Regions from separate parts of the Mus musculus genome. Here region 2 is linked to region 1. The links are chromatin contacts, called in public Hi-C maps. All regions are on one chromosome and are shown on one strand. The core of a region is the stretch at or near the end of the contact, and the rest is flanking DNA. Distances in the headings are between cores, read along the strand shown.

Region 1 (5,865 bases), core at 2,128-4,627:
CCCAAGACGGCACATAAGTATCTGTAGACTCAAGCCAGGAAGGAAGGCAACATCTCAGTGGTCTTTGAGAAAGGATTGCCTGGAATAAAAGGAGGGGCAAGTTGCTGTCCAGTGAGCCAGCGTCCCAGCACACAGTAGCTATTCAGTAACTGCTCATTAATTCATCCCGCCTGTTAGGATAATTAGAATGCCTAGGTTTCCACCTGAGACCAATACTTACAATTCCACCCCCCCAGAAGAGTTGTGCAGATCTTCCCTTGGACTTTGATCCTCCTTTTGGCAGCACCCTGCACTGGCCTTCAGGGAAATGAGTAATGAGAGATTTTGCAAGCAGGAGAGGGCCTGGGCCAAAACCAAAGAGGAGGGCCAAGTCCCCTTAAGGAGAGGATCCTGAAGCGGTTGAAAGGAACTAAAGCTATACTCAGCTCTCCCTTGGGTTTGTATAAATCCTTTACTTTTTAGTCTCTAAGAAACTAAGGTCTTTGGAACCATTAGAGACTTCCAGGAAAAGAACAAATAATGGGGAGATGGTATAAATGTATGTGTGGAGTGAGTCGTGAAAGGCACTGGGGTCTGCCCACAACCAGGCTCCTATGTGCTGCTGGAACACATTAGCTAGGCATGCTAGAATCATGCGAAGGCCAGTTTGGGGCCAAACCTAAGGTCTAAGGCCCCCACCCTTCACCTCCATCTCCTGTTCCGTCTGTAAGGAACACTGTCCATACCCTAATTCACACGGCGCCAGGCTTTTGGGCTCTCATCTGCCTACACATTCTGATGCCCAATTTCTCTGTTTCTGATTGGCTCTGCATCCTAAGGCTTCTTCACAGACAGCCCTTGGGCCCCTCTGTCCACTGGATTCTGCTGGGACTCAGCCAGTGGGAGGCACTAGTGTGAAGTGGAAAATAGGGCCAGGGAGGGAGGCTGGGGTGTGGTGAGCATGTGGTAAGGAGTGTGGCTGCTAGGACTGGGTTCAGTGCAAAGGCCTGGAAAGTGTGGGGGCTGCTGGGTAGAGCTCAGTACTGATAACCTGAAAGTGAAAGCAATGGCTCCCAGAAGTACTTCTTTCCTGGTGAAGAATGACCAGGAACCATTTAGGTAGACTTGTATACAGCTTCAAGATGGCAGTCTGGTCCCTGCAATGCTTGTACCTAGGTGTGGGACCAGAACTGTTTGAGCAAAGGAAAAGCATGTCCAGCCCTTCTAATTTAGCCCACCAGGTGCACAATACCTACATTGATGCTGCTCAGAAACTGGGCATCTGAAAGATGCATGCCTGCCTGATGTGCTACCTGGCCTCCTAACTTTAGTTTATTTATTCTCTAGATGAGAGCCAGGCTTCTCTTAGTCACTTAGGAATATAGGGGTCTCACACACACAGACTGCATTTTACGGACTCCCAAGCACTGCTTGTGTGTTTGCACAATCCAAACACAGGACTGTGCAAGGCAAGGCTCTCAGACTGGCTATGACGGCTCCTTCCGTGGACGCTCCTGGGTATGCCTAAAGGAACGTGACTGGGCTGCAGGTCTTGGGGGGACCAGTGAATATGACGGGGTTCACTGAATTTCTTTGCTTGAGCACCCCTGGCAATTGCATTTGTTCTGAAAGTATCTCATGGTGTTGCCCAGGCTAAACTCACACTCATACACAAATTTCCCGCCCAGCCTCCTTGGTGTTGGGGTCACATCATGAGCCATCACACCTGGCTGTACTTTGAGGATCTCTCTGCTGCTCACATGACTTTTGCGTCTATGAGGGAATCAATGGCTCTATTCTTTCTAAATATCTTAATGACCAAGGAGTTGTTTTTAGAATGTTCCTTGGCATATGTATTTCTGGAAACCTAATCCTTACCTTAGCCCATGATTCCAAGAGAATTTTTAACAATGAAGAAAAGAAGAGGCTACATTCTTGGCTTCCCTGGAGGTCAAGATTTCAGAGAAATTAACTGCAGAGACGGGAATGTGTTCATGCTCTAGCTATGAGTTTTGTTCTCAACTCACTAGCTGTATGTCCTTGACCCAGGCATTGTCTCTAAACCTCACTTTCCTAATCTGTAAAATGGGGCTATTGCACTCATCGTATATTAGGGATCTAATGAGAATGGACGTGGAGTATATGTGAGGCCTCAATGTTGAACACAGTGTAAATGCCCAAAAGAAGCCTTTTTTAGAGCCATGGAAAAATATCACTTTTCCTAGGCATATTTTAACTCCAGTGCTTGTTTCAGGAGAGAAGATGGAGAGAGAGAGAGAGAGAGAGAGAGAGAGAGAGAGAGAGAGAGAGAGAGAGAGAGAACACAAACAATCTGGCTTGGAAGGGAACTTACTCTTTGAAGCTGACAAGTGTAATTTGTCTTGAGACTGCCAAGCGCTAGGGTTGAGCCTTCGTGTGGGAAAGAAGAGACAAGCAAGATTAATCTGGGGCCTTCATTACTTACTCCATCTGGCCTGGTTTGGCACAGCCCCTTCCCTCTATAGGCAGATTATTCCTTCAAAAGCCTCAGCAGAGGGCTCTCTAATGGGTTCTGACATGGCAGGAATGGGGTTCACACAGCTCTGAGATAAGGGCCCAAGACGAGGCCAAAATGCTTCCAGCACGACAGCCCAGATGCTCTGCCACAGAAGGCAGAAATGCACTGAAAAGGAGCCAAGGCCTCTGGGACGGGTGAAACCAGGATCCCAGAAGCACCTGGTCTCCACCCTGGGGAACAGCCGGAGCCGCCTTGTGGGCCGGGCTGGTGACATGGCTTACCTGACTGGGATGTGGTCCAATGACCACAGGCACTTGGTAATCTGGTTTTACAGTCACACTGGGGATAAAAGAAGTGGCTAGGAAGAAGGTTGGTTTTAAAATTTTTCTAGCAAAAACTTTGTGGATTTTTCCTCACACCCTCATCCTTATGCGTGTGGTAGTGGTGTGGGGAGGGGGGGGAGTACTTACGTAATCACATATCTGCAAAGCAGGCAGTGTTAATATTGGGGAGTGGGGGTGGAACAAGGAGCTTGCCCAAGGTCACATCTTAGGTGACTGATCCAAGACCACATGTGAGGGTAATTGGTTCAGTCTATACTCACTGTAGCAACTTCCACATCTCAGGCAGAAATTAGAAATTACGAGTAGGGAGAATCTTCCACGGCCCCCAGAGGTAGCAACTCCATGATCTGACCCTTGTCTTCTGAGACAAGCTGGGGCCAGAGGTAGGGGGTGGGGGCACTTTTGAGCTACCCTCAGATAGATGGAGTCCTCAAACCACACAGAAAAGCAGATGAATCAATCAGGACTTTGCTTGTGTTGGAGTTGGACACGTCTGTCTCTGGAACAAAGGCTCTGCTCTTTTGAACACACACACAGTTCTGTTCTGAGAGCCTTCACTGGTGTTCCAGGGCTGCAAAGGGCAAAGTCCAGCTCCAACCGGATAGCTCCCAGGGCTGGAGTCTTGTTTAAGAGCCTGGGCAAACCAGAGGCTATACAACACTGCCATCTCCTGGGAGCAAGGGCCACTCTGGTATGCAGACAGAAATCAGCAGAAAGCCCAGGACTAGATGAGTGAGGCAAGAGGCTGCTCTCTTCTTTTTATGGAGATTTCTGTGGTGACACTGTGATCAGCACTGCCTGTGTTTATCCACGGGCTAGCAAATCTCATGGAAACCAAAAACGTCCAAGTCAGATATTCATTCTTTTTGTTTTCAACTGACAAATATCAACAGAACCCCTGTTTCCTATGATGCGCTGTTACATGCTAAACGCATTGCAGCATGGCTGAGGTGAAGCTAAGTTAAGTAGTTGTCAGCAGGCACAGTGAGTCGTCATCTGTGTAATTCTAGCAGTCAGGGAGAGATCATGGCCAACCTAAGGTAGGTTCTAGGGCAGCTTGAGACCCCGTTTCACCTACCGCTTCCTGGATAAATGACTTCTAAGTTCCTGAAGCTCATAGCTGAGTGGAGAAGATGGACTATAAACAAGAAACAGTCTCACTGTGGAGGGCTTTGTTCATCTTGATTGTGGTGGGCTCATGGGGAAAAGCTCAAGTAGGAATCACCATGGGGGAGGGGAGACCCTGCACAGTCAGACAGCTTGGGAAGCCTTCAGTAAGAACATGACCTATATCCAGACACTTAGTCACACGGTCACAGGGTGAGTGGAAGATCGGATAGTGTGAAGGCTCTGACACGGGGATCCTGGCTCAGCACAAGAACTGGAGAAGATTTGTACGGTTGATCATTGAAAAAACAGGAAAAGAGATAAGATAATACGGAGTTCACAGAGGGCCTTGCCCTACCATGATTAAGTCTTTTTTAAAAACATGTAACAAAAACTCATCACAAAATAGTTTTAGCTCAAAAAATAATGCACTGATTTCTATAACTCTAAATTCTGGTGTTCAAACTTCAAGCAAGGCTAGATCCAGGAGCTTAGATAGTGCCACTAAGACTTTCTTTTTCTACTAATTAATTGTCTCCATTTGTTTCTGTATTTCTTTTTCTGTTTAGTATGTAAATGCACGTGCATGTGTGAATAGATGCCATCAGAGGTCAGAAGGTATCTGATCTCTGGCATCCCCTGATTCTGGAGTTGCAGGTGGTTTTGAGCTGCCCTGTGTTGTGCTGGGAAGAGAACTCAGTTCCTCTGCAAGAGCAGCAAGCAATCTTAACTGCTGAGCCATCTCTCCAACACTGTCTCTCTGTTTCTTAGTTAGACTTATTCTCTCTTTCATTAACAGATTCTGTTGGTCTGGTAAGAAAACTGTCACTGATATTTGCCAGGCCTCTATCTTTACAATCTAAGTATGATCCAAAAGGAAAAGAGATTTATCCTGCTATCTCAAAATGGGAGGATAAAAATGAAGGACAAAGTATGGCACTCTTTGGTTCATGTACATACCTGATGAGCCAATGTGTGTGGTGGGTCATCAAAAGGGACGAGGTCTAACCTGAGCCATGCTCCACCCCTCTGACTTGTGTATGATTGAGAGTAAAGGCAGGAAAACGTGGGTGCTGTGGCTGACGATAGTCTTGGGATCATAAGACTTGGGGAGGAGTCTCCACCAAGACAAAGCAGGCGGACCGCAGAAGAGAAACTGGTAAAGATGGGCTATACTTGTCGCCTGACAAAACAACAGTGACAGAGTTCTGTGAAGGGTTATTATACAAGAAGAAAACAAAGATTGAAAAAAAAAAAAAAAAAAGACCACACAGGTGTGACCTTGTACATCTTTAAACACAACTTTTGCTAGGCAGAGGCAGACAGATTGTGTCAAGGTTAGGCCAACATGATCTTACACGGTGAATTCCAGGCCACCCAGGACTACAAATTCATAGTGACCCTCTGTCTCAACACAGACAAACAAAGACCGTACTGGCTATTACAAGACTGGAATGGAGGGAGCATGGAAGCAGAGAGAACTTCAGATTCTAGTTCAAATCAACCATCTCCTTCCTACCTAGGGATTACACAGAAACACCCAAAAAACTACAGTAACTGCACTTTCTGAGTATACACGGACCTTGGGCTTAGTCCCCAGCGCCACACACATACAGAAGACCAGAGTAAAGCCATTTTGAGCACAATAGAACTTGCAGGAAAGTATGAGATGTCTTCATGGACCAAAGACAAGGAGGAAACAGAAAGAAGATGAGAGTTAAGTGTGTGGCTGATGCTGCAGTTAGCTCCTTGGCAAAGTCTTCCAGCCTCAGATGGCCATGATGCTCAAATGGTTAACAGTCATGTGGGAGAGGGAGACAAGGTCCAAAATGTATCTGAGGATTTTCCTCCTATTACTTGACATCCACACACAACAGGGCACTTCAGCAGTACTGAAATAAGGAATAAAACACTGAATGAATATGTTCAGAAACACTG
Region 2 (5,790 bases), core at 915-3,414, 980 kb before region 1:
AGGGTGGGAATGGCTTTGAGTACAGATGGCAGACTCAGATGGCAACAAGGTCACGAATATAGGCCAACTCTTTTTATAGTTTGCTTCGATGATTTATTCTGTTTGGAAAGATCTGATTATTCTAATGTACAGGAAGGCCATTGGATAGATTCAAATTCTTGCTCATAATGATCTGGAGGTCTCTGATTTGCTTGGGTTCAGACCTGCAAGGGCAGCATGCTGACACCCTGTGGGTCAGCACGCTAGCTGCCCAGTTCATGTAAGCCACGGAGTATGTGAGGGATGAGGATGCCGGCAGTATCTGGAAAGGGCCTGGTATTTTCTGGGTAATCAAAATGGGGCATGTGGAATTTAGGCACTAAATTAGAAAGCAGGCTTTGGGGACATCAGATGTCACGCTGCTCTACGATTTCTGAGAGGCCTATTCAAATCGCTGCTCAACAACCTCCAAGAGGCTTTCTGTACTCACCTTGAGCAGCAAGAGGTGACATGTGCTGGTGGCTGCGGCGATGGATCTGGTGGCGGTAAGCATACACGGCAAGGACCAGCACCATGATGCAGCCCATGATGCCTCCGGCCACAGGGCCCACCGGAGCACTCTTAATCATGTTTAGTGTGATCACCTCATCACCTGCGGAGAAGAAATGAATGGATGTGTCGTGTCAGCATCTCACAAGTGCAGGGAGAGGTGGGCATGGAGCAAGCGTGGTGGGAGGGAAAGGAGAAGAGCAGAAGGGTTTGGTGGATAGCCGTGCTATGCTCTAAATTCCTCACTGACACACAAGAATGTGGGAGTGGAAGCTTCGTTTCATTCCTGATTCTTAAATGTTGGTTGCTACACAGAGCAAGAGCACCGATACTAAGGGCTGCTGCAAAGAGTGAACAGATGAAAACCGTTTACGCACATGCATTGCCTAGTGCTGATGCAGTCCTGGCTACCCTCAAGAGGCAACAGCACCTAGTAGAGAAAGGTGAGGTGGGCTTCTTGGAAGGACACATGAACTAAGGGATATGAAGTACACACGTCTATGGTTCACAGGCCACGTTGCAGAGGTGTGGCCTCCTGCAAGCACAGACAATACCCCTCTGGAGTATATTTGTGTGAACGGTGCCCTTATCTGGTTCAGCAGTAACACAAGAACTCAAACCCACAGCCCCGTAGGAGAGAATATAGCCTCCCTTCAGTCAGGGTAGATGTGTAGACATTTAAAAGCAAGATACAGGGCTGTAGAGACAGCTCAGCTGTAAAGAGCCCTGACTACTCTTCCAGAGGTCCTGAGTTTTATTCCCAGCAGGCACACGGTGGCTCACAACCATCTGTATTTGGAATTGGATGCCCTTTTCTGGTGTGTCTGACGATGACAACAATGTACTCCTATATACAAAATAAATAAATAAACCTTAAAAAAAAAAGCAAGATACAGATGGTCCCTAATTTGTGATGATTTGACTCATTTGTCACCTTCATGATGGTAAAAAGTAATGAAGCATTCAGTAAAAATGGCTTGGGCTTTGGAATCTTGGGCTTGGAATATGGAAGATAGATATTCTCTTGATGCAGGTTATGGCAATTCCCAATCAGCCCTGGGCTCACAAGGGTTAAAAAACCAGCACTCTGTGGTGAACTGTTCTGTTAAGTTATTTAACATTCAGCAGGCTGAGTGTATTAAAAAACATTTTGACATTTTTTTTTCAACCCATAATAGGTTTATGGGGTCACAACTGTATACCAAGATGAGAAACGTCTACATTCACTAGTGGCTTAGATACGGTGACTCAAATTTGCCAGCTAAGAGCAAGGGCATGCTGCTGATTCTGGGAAGACACTGGAAAAAAAAATCCAATGATAAATAGAGTCTTTGGTAGTATCTTCAAGAACTGGTGACCTGATCCCAGGGGGCTCTTCATATGGTGTCTTTGTCCATACCCTAAGCTGCTATAGCAACCCTAAGCAGCCTTGGCATCTGCTGACCTCATTGCCCTAAACAGTGGTGGGTAGCTGAAACCTTGTAAGGTGGGAAGGGGAAAGGGAAGGCTCGGGGATGAGCTAGCACACCCCAGGCAGGCCCTGTGCTCTGACAGCTGGGATGCACATCCAAGCGGACTCGAGTTCAGCCATGTGGAAACCAGGCCAGAGTTTCTTAAAGTCAGCTTCATGGGAATGAATTCCAGGCTTGCAAAATTTGGCAGCATGGTTGGCTGCTCACTGCACAGAGTGTGTAGCCAGCTCTGAAGGTAATTATCTGCCTTGGGTTTTTTTAACTAAGGATGACTGGGCAAACGAATCAGGGAAGCTGGGCAAAGGATGATTAATGTTGGTCCCAGGATACAGGCAGAAAATTGCATTCAAGAGTCAAATCACCATGGATCCCTAGTCAACATACCGATGGCTCCCATGTCATCAACATAGGGACTTTTGGCTCCCACGATCCCCCCGAAGCATTCTTTCTGGGGCGCACAGTAGGATTTGTCCAGGTGAGTCTTTCCATCACTGTCCACCACACACCATTCGCAGTCCAGCACACCGAAACAGTCCCTGGCAGGTTGACAATGTTTAAGGAAGCAGTATGAGCGGGAGGGCGGGTAAGTTGGCCTTTAGTCAGATCTCAGGGCCCCAGCTTTACTCCAGCTCTGAATGGCTGCCTGTCAAGCCCCTTTCCTTGTCAAGTGGGGAGAGCAGTTTTTAACCTGAGGGTGGCTATTGCATGCCTCTCGGCCACAGGACAATGAGAGAAGGCCAAGTATTCTGAGTTACCTTACAACCTCCACGTGGGAATTAGTGTGGTCTTATTCAAAGTCATCTCAGAAGATCAAAGGCAAATGGCCCCAGGGTTGTTTGGTTTTGGTCTAACATGCCCCATGTGAGTGGTCATTATGTTGGTTTTTGTTGGAAAAGGAAGAAATAATAGACAAATACATTCAGGAAAAGAGTAGTCAGTCTGTTTAAAAGAGCTTTCCTAACAGCCAGTCTCCTGAGCCGCGTGCATAGTGAGGCTCTTAAAAAATTACACTGGTGGCAATGCTACCTGCTCCTAAATGTAGCGTGACAACCCATGTTAATCAGTGCTTGGGTGACCCTTTCCTCAGCTCAACCAAAGACGAGGCTGACATGCCCTCTGTGCCCTCGCTTGGCCTGATCCACATGGTAACCAGCAGGCAGAGGGAGGGAATTCCCTCCTCCAGGTCTGCCATAGCCTCTGCCCCATGCCTAGTCCAAAACACCCAGAGGGGAGCAGCCTGCTGCAGGGGACACAGGGCTGGTAGTTCTCAGAACTACCCTGGAGCAGATCTGTTTTCGGAGAAGGGAAAACTAATGAGTTCTGCAATACTTCCCAGAGAAGCCTTGATGGCTGCTGGGTCCTGTTTGGAAGCCCAGATCCTAATCCCTTGCAACATCTCTTGCACTTTGCTTATTGAAACAAAATGACCTCATACACACAGCAGAGGCCCTTTTCAGCCTAGAGCAAGAGTCAAATACCTGTAACCAGTGGGAATGAAAGAGTTCATCTGTGAGACATAAGGCTCATGGTGTAAGAACCATACTAGCGCCCCACAAAGGACATCTCCTTAAAGCATGAAGGATAGGGAACCAAGCACTGGCTGCAGAGGCTCAGTGGGGTTGCTAAGCACTGATCTCAAGATAGTCTCTCCCTCTCTCTCTCTCTCTCTCTCTCTCTCTCTCTCTCTCTCTCTCTCGTGTGTGTGTCAGTTCTTGATACAGGGTTTCTCTGTATAGTAGCCCTGGCTGTGCTGAACTCACTTTGTAGACCAGGCTGGCTTCACGGAGATTCTCTTGCCTCTGCCTCCCGAGTGCTGGGTTAAAGGCATGTCCCACCACACCCAGCTTTCAGGAAGGTCTCTTACCCACTTTCCATCCTCTGGTTACATCTGCTGTTGACACACTGCTGCAGGGCATCTTGCAGGCCTGGGTCGATAGCCGTGTATGTCACTGGCTCCTGGTGAACCTCACAGCTCGGGTTTCTATGTAGGAAGCAAGTTTGGAGGTTAGGGTCAATGGCACCCAAATTCCAAACACCTAGGTCCTTGATAATGTCAGACAAATCTGAGTTTTTATATTTGGTATAGGTTGCTTTGCCACTCAGTGAGACCTTGGGTCAATCCATTTAACTATTGGATTGCTTAATTTGTTTATATTTGTGTACAATAGAAATAATATATGTGCTCATATGCGCGTGCGCGCGCACACACATACACACACACCCCTACCTGAAGTTACAGCACCATAATCTGGCTAGATTGGTTGATCAGTAAACCCTTGGGGATCGTCCTGCCTGTTTCCTGGATTGTTAGGGTTACAGGCACATGTCACTGCCTGGCTTTTACAGGGCTGTGGAGACTTGTACTCAGTCCGCATGTTTGCACGACAGGAACTTTACCCACAGAACCATCTCCTCAGCTTTAATACAGCCATGCATTATTAATACGTCACAGCATATTTATTTGAACCTCAAGGCAGACATTATTTGAAATCTGGCTTACTGACTAGGTTCCTCATTAGAACAAAGCACTTTTGTACACTCTTAACCCAAAACAAATCTATAGAAAACATGATAATAACATGGAGCTTATACACATACCTACATTTGTACATGTGTACATGCATACATACAAATATAAATTTATGCATGCACACACATAAACACACACACACACACACACACACACACACACACACACACGCACACACTTTTTTTTTTTTACCTGTTCTCTGCATTGGTGAGGTTGCCAGTACACTCATTGACCTCCAGGGGGCACTCACAAGGACATTCACATTCATTTTGCTCCATTCTGAAAAGCAAACAGAATTACTAGTCAGAGGTAGATGTCAGCAGAATATCACACACACACCAGGGGATTAAGATTAAAAAAAAAAATCCTTTGCGAGTTTTACAGTCGACGGTGAAAGTGAGGCCGTGGATGAAGATTTAAATAGCATTTGACCTGAACCCGCAGCCACAGTGACTGGGTCATGGGAACGGCACAGATCTAAAGGCTCCTGTAAACCTGGACTTCCCTTCCCCAGGACACATCCCCACCCCTTCTGCTCCAAATGCCTGGCATTGGTCAAAACAGTCCAAGAACAGAATCCAGCCCACCGGTGGCAGTTGAGACAGAGACGGTCCACCATGCTGCAAGCACAGAAGGCAAGAGAGTCGCAGGTCTCGTTGACGATGCCGACAAACGCGTTGGTTCCTGGGATCCTTGTCAGGCGGTACTTAGAGCAGTGGCTGCCGTGCACAAGGTTCGTCAAATCCCCCTGTGGAAAAGATGAAAGACAGCAGTGCAAAGACTTGCCTCAGCCTCTTTGGTTTTTTAAGACAGAGTTTCTCAGTGTAGCCCTGGGTGTCCTGGAACTTGTTTTGTTCTCACAGGCTGGCCTTGAACTCAGAGATCCTCCTGCCTCGGCCTCTCGATTGCTAGGATTAAAGGCATGTGCCACCACCACCTGGCAACTTAGCGTTCTTGCAGAAAAGACAGAATAGTTTAGATTGTGATTATTAAAGCATCACATGGCCACTGTTCAACATTTTTTAGTATTTTTAAAAGGTTTACTTTTATATGTGTGTGTTTTTGGAGGCTAGAATAGGGTGTTGGATCCCCGGGTGCTGGGAACCCAATTTAGGTCCTCTGAAAGAGCAGCAAGGGCTCATGACCACTGAGACGTCTCTTGGTTTAAAATGTAGCCTAGGGAGCATTGTTTGTTAAAAACCTTGTTTTCTTCACTTGGATGAGAAAAAAAAAATTACAGGTAATTCTACCAGTCCCATA

The links. A called contact is a pair of places that touch in the nucleus more often than the background predicts.
Region 2: a contact with region 1 is called in a Hi-C map of muscle stem cells, with 2.5 times the contacts expected there. The contact joins two enhancer-like sites. A contact is called at or near these places in 2 of 15 datasets of contacts at CTCF or cohesin (both in the NIH/3T3 cell line), 16 of 484 Hi-C or Micro-C datasets (adipose-derived mesenchymal stem cells, cardiomyocytes, cerebellum and 12 more) and 2 of 115 datasets of contacts at active chromatin or transcription factors (astrocytes and stem cell-derived neural progenitor cells).

What each region holds. Positions count from the first base shown.
Region 1 is chr4:100,006,138-100,012,002 of GRCm38.p6, reverse strand. No RefSeq gene overlaps it. Among named protein-coding and RNA genes, the nearest start is that of BC062258, 79 kb to the right of the region's middle. Within about 2 kb of position 3,377, at least 40 of the 459 cell types and tissues checked have an H3K27ac peak or open chromatin away from gene starts, as enhancers often do. A contact at or near this core is called in cerebellum and muscle stem cells, where this site is marked.
Region 2 is chr4:100,987,570-100,993,359 of GRCm38.p6, reverse strand. It overlaps Cachd1 (cache domain containing 1), which reads right to left. Exons shown (of 27, transcript NM_198037.1): 20 at 5,118-5,278; 21 at 4,723-4,809; 22 at 3,865-3,981; 23 at 2,385-2,536; 24 at 470-631. Among named protein-coding and RNA genes, the nearest start is that of Raver2, 79 kb to the left of the region's middle. Within about 2 kb of position 2,164, at least 28 of the 459 cell types and tissues checked have an H3K27ac peak or open chromatin away from gene starts, as enhancers often do. A contact at or near this core is called in cerebellum and muscle stem cells, where this site is marked.